3 separate regions of the Zea mays genome follow, and regions 1 and 2 are each linked to region 3. Evidence: chromatin contacts called from public Hi-C data. All regions are on one chromosome and are shown on one strand. The core of a region is the stretch at or near the end of the contact, and the rest is flanking DNA. Distances in the headings are between cores, read along the strand shown. Region 1 holds the start of LOC103634893. Region 2 overlaps LOC103634893. Region 3 has its middle 13 kb from the start of LOC103636803.

Region 1 (2,700 bases), core at 152-2,651, 300 kb before region 3:
TATAATATAGTTTGAAATAGTGAGTGAGATAGAAAGATTGTTGGAGATAGTATTAGGTACTCAGATTATATAATCTAATTTATTTTAAACTAAAATTCATATTATATAATCTAATTTATTTTGAAATATATAATCTAGCTAGTTTATAATCCCAAACAAACGCTCTTAACCTTTTCGTGCCATTGGCTCGTGGAAGTTAGAAAGAAAAATATGCATTTTATGTGCCAGGATAAAAATTTAAAAGGCGAGAGGGATAGCAGATTTTCAACCTCCACACGTCAAACAAAAATGCATTGTACATCAATACGCACCTCAAATAAAGAAATGGATAAGCTGTGACTCCACTACAAGACATGGCTCTTTCACAGCAAAAGACATGGTGTCCTTTTTTGGATGACTTACTCGATAAGGTTCCTGGACAATCCAATAACTGCTAGTCTCGGTCCCCTTTTCCTTTTCAAAAAAGCTCCTCTATGCACTTTTGTCATTTTAATTAGCATCGATCCGTTCTCCGTCTTAGCAGCAAATACAATTTGCAAAAATCATATGAGCGAAACTTACTTGCTTCTGTTTTCAAATATTTAGCACGTAATATATATATATATATTTATTTTGTAGTTTGGCAAAACTTGTCACCGGACTTCATTTTTTCTATTTCCCCTTTTGCGAGAGCCTTAGAAATTTTAGAGCTTCTTTCACCCCTCTTGCAGTTTCTAGAAATTCTTACATATACCAATAAAAACTAAAAGGATATTATTTTTCATTAAGACATATCCATACACGAGTCTTTGCATTTTTGGGTATCACACTGCTGCGGATATATTATATACTAGTCTGGGCGTCTGGCCATGTCAGGTAGAGCATTGATCTCTCGAAAAAAATTCAAAGAGAAATTAATTCCAAAATTTTCAGTTATAGTTTGTCTTTGACCCTACAATTGTTTGATGAGAATTCTCCTGTTTATTGCTGAAATAGATTTTGCTCGGTGTGAACTAGAAAAACGGCAAATCATACTTATTTTTTTTTAAAAAATCTCTGACTAGAAGGATGTTTGGCACTACTCTAGATTTCAGCTTCATCGTGAAGCTGCAATGTATAATATAAATTTAAATAATTTTAAAATATATATTTAATCTAAATAAGAAATAAATTGATTTATCTAAATATTTTCTAAACGTTTGTAACTTTAGCTTTACGATTGTTTAAGCTTGTAATGATATGTTTCATTAACTTTACAAAATTTTATGAAGCTGAAGCACCTAAATAGGATTATTTTCAGAAACACACATACAAGTGACAAAACCGACCCTCGTGCTCCACTTGTCGCTGCCATAGTCCACAACCGCCAGCGAACCCCGCACCTAATTTACGAATCTAGAGGCAAATCCAACGGCGCAACAGCCTTCTCCCTCCACACTCTTCCCTTCCAAAATGCAACTGCATCATCAAACTGCGGGAGAGAAACGGAGCAAAATCAGAAGGGGAAAAATAGCTAAACCCAAATCGATACCAAACCCAGCCCGGAACGCACGCCCCCCGCCGCCATCGCCGGCGGCCAGCCACTACAAGCGCGGTGTCCGGAACCTGTACTGTACTACCAACCCCAACAGCCTGGACTCTGATGAGCCCCAGTTCATGGCCTGCCATCTCTCCCCCCTCTTCAATCTCCGACTCTTGCTGCTGCTCGGCGCTGTCCTCGGAAACGCCGTCCTTGTCCGCGCCGGCGGGGCGGAGGCGTCAGATCGGGCTGAGCCGGACCCGTACTCGATCCTGACGTGGCACGACTACTCGCCGCCGTCGCCCCCACTCCCGCCCCCGGACCCGGCGTCGTCGACGGCGACCTGTGAGGGAGACCTCCACGGGAAGGGGGACTTCCGCACGCACTGCGAGGTCTTCGAGGAGGTGGAACTGGGCGACGATATCTACATCACGGGGAACGGCAGCCTCGTGCTCCTCTCTGGCGCCTCCCTGACCTGCGAGAAGGTCGGGTGCGTTATATCTGCCAATCTCTCCGGCGAGGTGCACCTCAGCCGCGGCGTGCGCGTCAGAGCCGGCAGGGTCTCGTTGGTTGCCACCAACATCACAGTCGCCGACACGGTCGTTGTGAACACCACCGCGCTCGCTGGCGCCCCCCCTGACCGGACCAGTGGCGTTCCCACAGGGACGCACGGCGACGGTGGCGGGCACGGTGGCCGTGGCGCCAGCTGCTTCGTCAAGGAAGGGCAGACTCAGGAGGATTCATGGGGTGGTGATGCCTATGCATGGTCTGACCTCGAACACCCTTGGAGCTACGGGAGCAAAGGGGGCTCGACCAGTGTTGAGAAGGACTACGGTGGTGCCGGTGGTGGCATCGTGTGGCTGTTTGCTGATGATCTGGTCATGAATGGCACAGTGCTCGCCGACGGTGGGGATAGCAATGAGAAGGGTGGAGGTGGTTCTGGGGGAAGCATCTTTATAAGGGCTGCATCGATGTGAGTGTTTGTGGAGTGATTTTAATTCTGTTCCGCTTTCCTTATACCAAGTGAACTGACTACTGAGATGAGAACACAAGCTTAGTTAATTAAGTAGAATTTGGAAAACAGTTACCGATAGAAAGATAGTGGGATTAAGTTGGACTTTGGAAAACATTTACCAACTGAAGTTCAGCCGAACAAATTGATAGGTCCCTGCAGTTTAAATGAACTAGCCATAATATGCATT
Region 2 (2,700 bases), core at 80-2,579, 280 kb before region 3:
CTTAACTGCAGGATCTTGTTGGTTTGGTAATCTCAATACTGCTTCTTGCAGATTTCAGCTTAGTTTTGCTTACTTTTCTCCAGCTGTATTCATATTCTATGGTCGATGTTCTCTTGGTTTTGTTTATTCTACCGCTTGGGATTTTGTCGCCTTTTCCTGCCGGTATAAATGCTCTATTTAGTCATGGACCGAGGCGGTCAGCAGGCCTTGCTCGTGTGTATGCATTGTGGAACATAACTTCACTGGTCAATGTTGTAAGTATTCTTCACCCACCTACATTTCAATGTTATATCGGTATCTATCACACGTAATGGCTGCAATTGAATGAGTTTTTTTTTTCTATCAAGTGTTGCGCCTCTATAACCTTCCTGTGCTTGTTAATATCTAGGTTGTGGCTTTCATATGTGGTTTTGTACATTATAAGTTATCAACCAAAACACACCCGAGCGTGCAGCCCTGGAACCTGGGAACGTAAGCATAATTTCTGTCGGCTGTTCACTAGCATCTTCTAAAAGTTATATGCAGTTAAGCCACTTGCCATGAAATCTTTCCAGGGATGAAAGCGGTTGGTGGCTCTTCCCAACCGGACTCATGCTGTTGAAATGCATTCAAGCAAGGCTTGTTGATTGGCACGTTGCTAATTTAGAGATTCAAGACCGTGCGGTATATAGCAATGACCCAAACATATTTTGGCAGTCATGACCCCTGTTGTAACTGAGGGTCCTTCTGGGAAGCTTTTTACAACTCGATTTTTTGGGAGTTGATAAAAGGAAGAGTGCGGGCAAAGGCCTTTCTTTATTGACCAGGCAAAAGAAGGAACTACAGAGGTTATATAGATGCGTACTTCCGCATCCCCCGCTGATCATGTGCAGTTGCAAACGGTGTTCTGTTGTATATATAAAAGGTGTTCTTGATCCATTCTTTGTAGGATTTAGACACCATAGAGTTTGTTTATAAGCAATGTGAAAGCTAACCTAAAGAGACATGGGGGGATGTGGATTTGTTGTTCTTTTGCTACCATGCCCTGGCCCTTGATGTTTGTTGAGATGGGCAGAGGGGCAACTCAAGTCATCGAGATGCAAACGCCTCTTGTTGTATGCGATCAGATGGGTAAAACAATTATATTATTAACATGTTCCATGGTCTTCGCTGACAGCAAGGCTGGTAAAGCTGTGAGAAATCGGTGTGGTCTGGGTGATGTGCCGTTTGCAGCTTTGCAATTCATCGAGGGATGCAAAAACCTTCTGACATATCTGACGCTGTGTCACTTGCAGACCTGTAGTGGTGGATGGATGGCTAAGTGGGTCACCTAAACAAAACCGGGTGCTATGTACTCGGCAGAGAATGTCCTCGACGATGGATGGACAACTTTAGGGGCTGTTTGGAACTGGTTTTAAGTCTAAAACCACCGTAAATTACGGATCTGTAAAATTTTACAATCCTAGATCCAAGTTGTCTGCTTTGATGGACGGTAACATGTGTGGTTTGACAACAGTATTATGTCTTCCGAACCGGAAAATAAAAATTTTGCCCGTCGGCCACTCAATCAGTGTGTACTGCAGGTAGGGACAGATGGACCACAGGCATCCAAATCTAATAGGGAGAAGACGAGAGATGGGATGTAAGCTATAGCCATCGGATGGTGTATACGGTCAGATTTATAGAGTAGAACTTAAGAATTTGAAATACAAGAAACTGCTAGAGATAGCCAGATCGTGTATATGGTCAGATTTATAGTCAGATTTATATAGTAGAACTTAAGAAATTGAAATAGAAGATAGGATAGAAGCTTATGTTATATGCAGTACAACTAAATTGTATATATACACACTGATTCAAAGTATTTGTGGCCGGTCTAAGTTAATCGGTCCAAGATATAATTGAACCGAAGGTTTAACCGGTCCAGTGAATAAAAAAATATCATTTCCATGTCCGGTTGGATTCTAATAACTACGCATGACCCTCGTGCCGTGGTGTTCAGCAAGAGAGATATGCATGCATGCAATGCACTGGGGCTTTGGCCCTTTTCACATGCACCACACCGCCTCACGATAGTGCAGCTGCAGCAGATGTGTGCGCCCGGAGCTTGGATACGCGCACGCACACACACAGTGCAGCAGCAGGGTACCTCACGAAGTTGGTAATGATCAGTAATCAGGGCCGTGCCGGCAAAAAGCGGGGGCCCGTACAGATTATTGAATAGAGACCCTTTTTTACAAAATCACTAAAAATTCTTTGTTTTCTCTATTCATAGCTCCCTTATAAGACTGAGTTAAATCCTCTATTCTTTATTTTCTCTTACGTTTTTGATAACCAGAATCATATTTTCTAGATCGATTGGCATAAGACATAACACCAATAATTAGATCTTGAAATATTAATATTTAATATGCATGCATACGAGATGAATAAAATAATCAATATCTTATTTTATTAACAAAGTTAGACAATTAAATATACAATGCATATGTATAATGTTACCTTATGATTTGATGGATTTATTTTAGAGAAAGACACAGAGTGATAGGACGAACCACGGACAAAGCAAGATCCACGGCTGCGCAGCCGCTAGAGCACGAATGAACAATAGTGGACGATGCAGAACAGCAGAAGGAGTGAAGGACCGTAGGAGCGCGCTGGCCGCTCGCACTCTGGCACCTAGCAGCGCATCGAGCAACACCATCGCCTGGCCTGACGAGC
Region 3 (2,700 bases), core at 169-2,668:
ACGAGAGCAGCTGCGCGCAGCGCTGCCACCGCGTCGCCATGGCCGAACCGGACCGGACCGGACCGGACCCCGAGCCTCTTCCCCCGCTCAATGAGCTAGCTGACTAGTGACTAGCTGAGTGAACGAGACCGAGCTCTCGCAAGTCGCAACGGACGCGAATGGCTGGCTTGCATAGTTGCATTTGCTCCTTCTTATATAGCGACAAATTAAAGCGTCGCCTCGAATAGACCAAAGAACAACAGACCAAATCTTCATTTTTTACATTAACTTTTCACCCTTCCTTCCGCTAATCTAAAATTGCGCGCCTGATTACATTTTTTAGACGAAGTTTAAGCCGACTTGGCAACTTTGTATGGCGCTTCGATATTTGTTTGGGAAAAGAAAAATGAAACTGACTACGAACTGTACGTTCTGTATACGGCAAGCTCGCTCCGCTGGTTCTGCCGACTGCTGTCATCATTCCGTAATCGCAACAGGGACACTGGTAGTCGTATCCTTGGCTGCCATGTTCTCCGAAGCGAACGGGGAACGGGGAAATTAACGAGTGCTGGCTTCCCGACTAAAGTTTATTTTGTGCCACATTAAATATTTAAATGCCAGTCATAAATATTAAATATAGTCTAATAATTAACATGAGTTGCGTAAGGATAACTCGGCATAACCGAGCCGACCGTTCCAAGTTCCAACTCCATAATAACACCCTTCTTTTTTGTTCCAATTTTACATTTCAACCGTATAAACCTTTTTTCTGTTCCAATTCTACGTGTCGATTGTGAAAACGTAAATATTCTCGGAACGAAAACGCGATTGTTCTCAGAACCACTCTGAAACCGAAATCATGGGTAATCCGGCCAGACTTTGAGCGCGGCTAGCTAGTGTCCAAAACGCATGGACGGTGTTTGGATCCTGTCGCTGTCTGTCAGTACCTTGGCTCTCCCTCCGTTTTCTTCCCGATGAGGACACGGGCTAATAAAATGGTCCACCAGCGTTTAGGCAGCCGTGGCCCGGTGTCCGCCGGGCCTAACTTTGTCGATGCCGAGCTGATCAGCTCGCCGTTAATTCCGTTGAGATTTCTAACACAGTTGACCAGCCGTATATATACCCGCCCGCCCGCTAGCTAGCTAGAAGCGCGACAGCCGACAGCACCGGCTTGCGTTTGTCCGATGTTGGGATCGGAAATTTGAACGGCCCTGGAATCCCAAGAAATTCCTATATATTTGCAGTCCTCGTCCTCGTCCTCGTTGCGCCTGGAGTTATCAGTCTCCTGCAGCATGCAGTTCGAGCTGGGAGACAAATCGCGCGTAGAAATTCTGAAAGGCGAACTGCGAAACGAATGAATGATATACGATGACTCTCTCTACTACCGCCGTCTCTCCTCGTTAAGTTTTTCTTCTCTGTTGTTCTTGAAGGAAAGCACTCCACGCGCTCTCGGCCATCGAAATGTGGCCCAACGCACGCCTGGGCTTTTGTTGGGTTTAGGCCCAACATGTGCCCTACGCTTCTTTTTTTTTTGCCGTGGGGGCGTCACAAATTGAAAATAAAATTATTTATACATTAGCAAAGACACTGGTTGATGAGGTGTCCGTGAGTATTAAGTAGAATAGCTGTTTAAAGATATTATAAACCTTTACAACGATTTTACCCCATATTTGAACTGGTTGTTATGCCCGATCTCAAGACATCTACCATATAAGATGCTTAAATATATTTCATATACTGAGTGATAAACTATAATTTCAATTTCTCGCTTTATCTCATGCCATGAGGTGGCTCATGCAACATCAAACCCTAGAGGTTGTCGTCTCTTTCTCCCTCCTCTCTATCTTGCCATCACCAGAGTAAGCAGTCAAAAGTTCCGAACGGCTTGTCAGGATGGTGGTGGCGGGGTCCTCCTCACATCCTCGCGATATTAGGCCTTGCAGGCATGAGGTACGACGGTGCTCACACCGACGCTACTCTCCCCCTCAATCAAACAACTATAATCTTAAATCGAACCTAACTAATCCAAAATTTTACCAAGTCAAAAATCCATGTACCTTAATTGATGGCCTGACAACTATGATGTGTTGACACCTAGTAGCCCTGCGCCCCTGCCTACACGGCCCATCGTCTTGTTTTGCGTCGCTGACTGTCTATGCCACATCATTGGTGTACGAGTATAGATGTCAAAATGAGGCGAGCCAGCTAGGTGGCTCTTGGCTCGACGCGGTTTAGCCTAGCCAGACCCATTGTCCAACGGGCATGTGCAATCCAACCTGGTCATCGTGTCGTGCCTGGCCCTTAGGTGTGGCGCGATGGGCTAGACCCGATTTTATTTTTTCATAAAAAATCTATATTATGCTTGAGTATATAGTATAAAATATAAAAAAACATGTGTGTTATATTGGCTACACTACCGGAATCAGCTCCTTTACCGTGTGTCTCAGACACACGGCAAAGGCAAATTTACACTCGGCAAATGCTTTGCCGAGTGTAACACTCGGCAAAGAACGCTCGGTGAACTGTACATCGGCAACAGCCTCTTTGCCGAGTACTATTTGCCGGGCACTCGGCAAAGACTTTGCCGAGTGCCAAACGGCACTCGGCAAAGAAAAGTCACCGTCACGACGCCAAGTAACGGTGACGGATAAAAAGCACTCGGCAAAGCCACCGGCACTCGGCAAAGGCGCGAATTCCGGTAGTGCTATATAAGTATGCATG

Evidence for each region. A called contact is a pair of places that touch in the nucleus more often than the background predicts.
Region 1: a contact with region 3 is called in a Hi-C map of ear, with 2.1 times the contacts expected there. The contact joins the promoter of LOC103634893 here to the enhancer-like site in region 3. A contact is called at or near these places in 6 of 25 Hi-C or Micro-C datasets (bundle sheath, ear, leaf and 2 more).
Region 2: a Hi-C map of ear shows a contact between it and region 3, with 5 times the contacts expected there. The contact joins two enhancer-like sites. A contact is called at or near these places in 8 of 25 Hi-C or Micro-C datasets (bundle sheath, ear, leaf and 3 more).

What each region holds. Positions count from the first base shown.
Region 1 is chr8:20,183,237-20,185,936 of Zm-B73-REFERENCE-NAM-5.0, reverse strand. LOC103634893 reads left to right here and starts at 1,401. Exons shown (of 22, transcript XM_008657469.3): 1 at 1,401-2,471. The coding sequence starts at 1,432.
Region 2 is chr8:20,165,395-20,168,094 of Zm-B73-REFERENCE-NAM-5.0, reverse strand. LOC103634893 reads left to right here. Exons shown (of 22, transcript XM_008657469.3): 20 at 12-254; 21 at 389-471; 22 at 555-1,169. The coding sequence ends at 702. Among protein-coding and RNA genes, the nearest start is that of LOC103634893, 18 kb to the left of the region's middle. Within about 2 kb of position 1,329, at least 17 of the 20 cell types and tissues checked have an H3K27ac peak or open chromatin away from gene starts, as enhancers often do. A contact at or near this core is called in bundle sheath, ear and leaf, where this site is marked.
Region 3 is chr8:19,880,754-19,883,453 of Zm-B73-REFERENCE-NAM-5.0, reverse strand. No RefSeq gene overlaps it. Among protein-coding and RNA genes, the nearest start is that of LOC103636803, 13 kb to the left of the region's middle. Within about 2 kb of position 1,418, at least 13 of the 20 cell types and tissues checked have an H3K27ac peak or open chromatin away from gene starts, as enhancers often do. A contact at or near this core is called in bundle sheath, ear, leaf and 1 more, where this site is marked.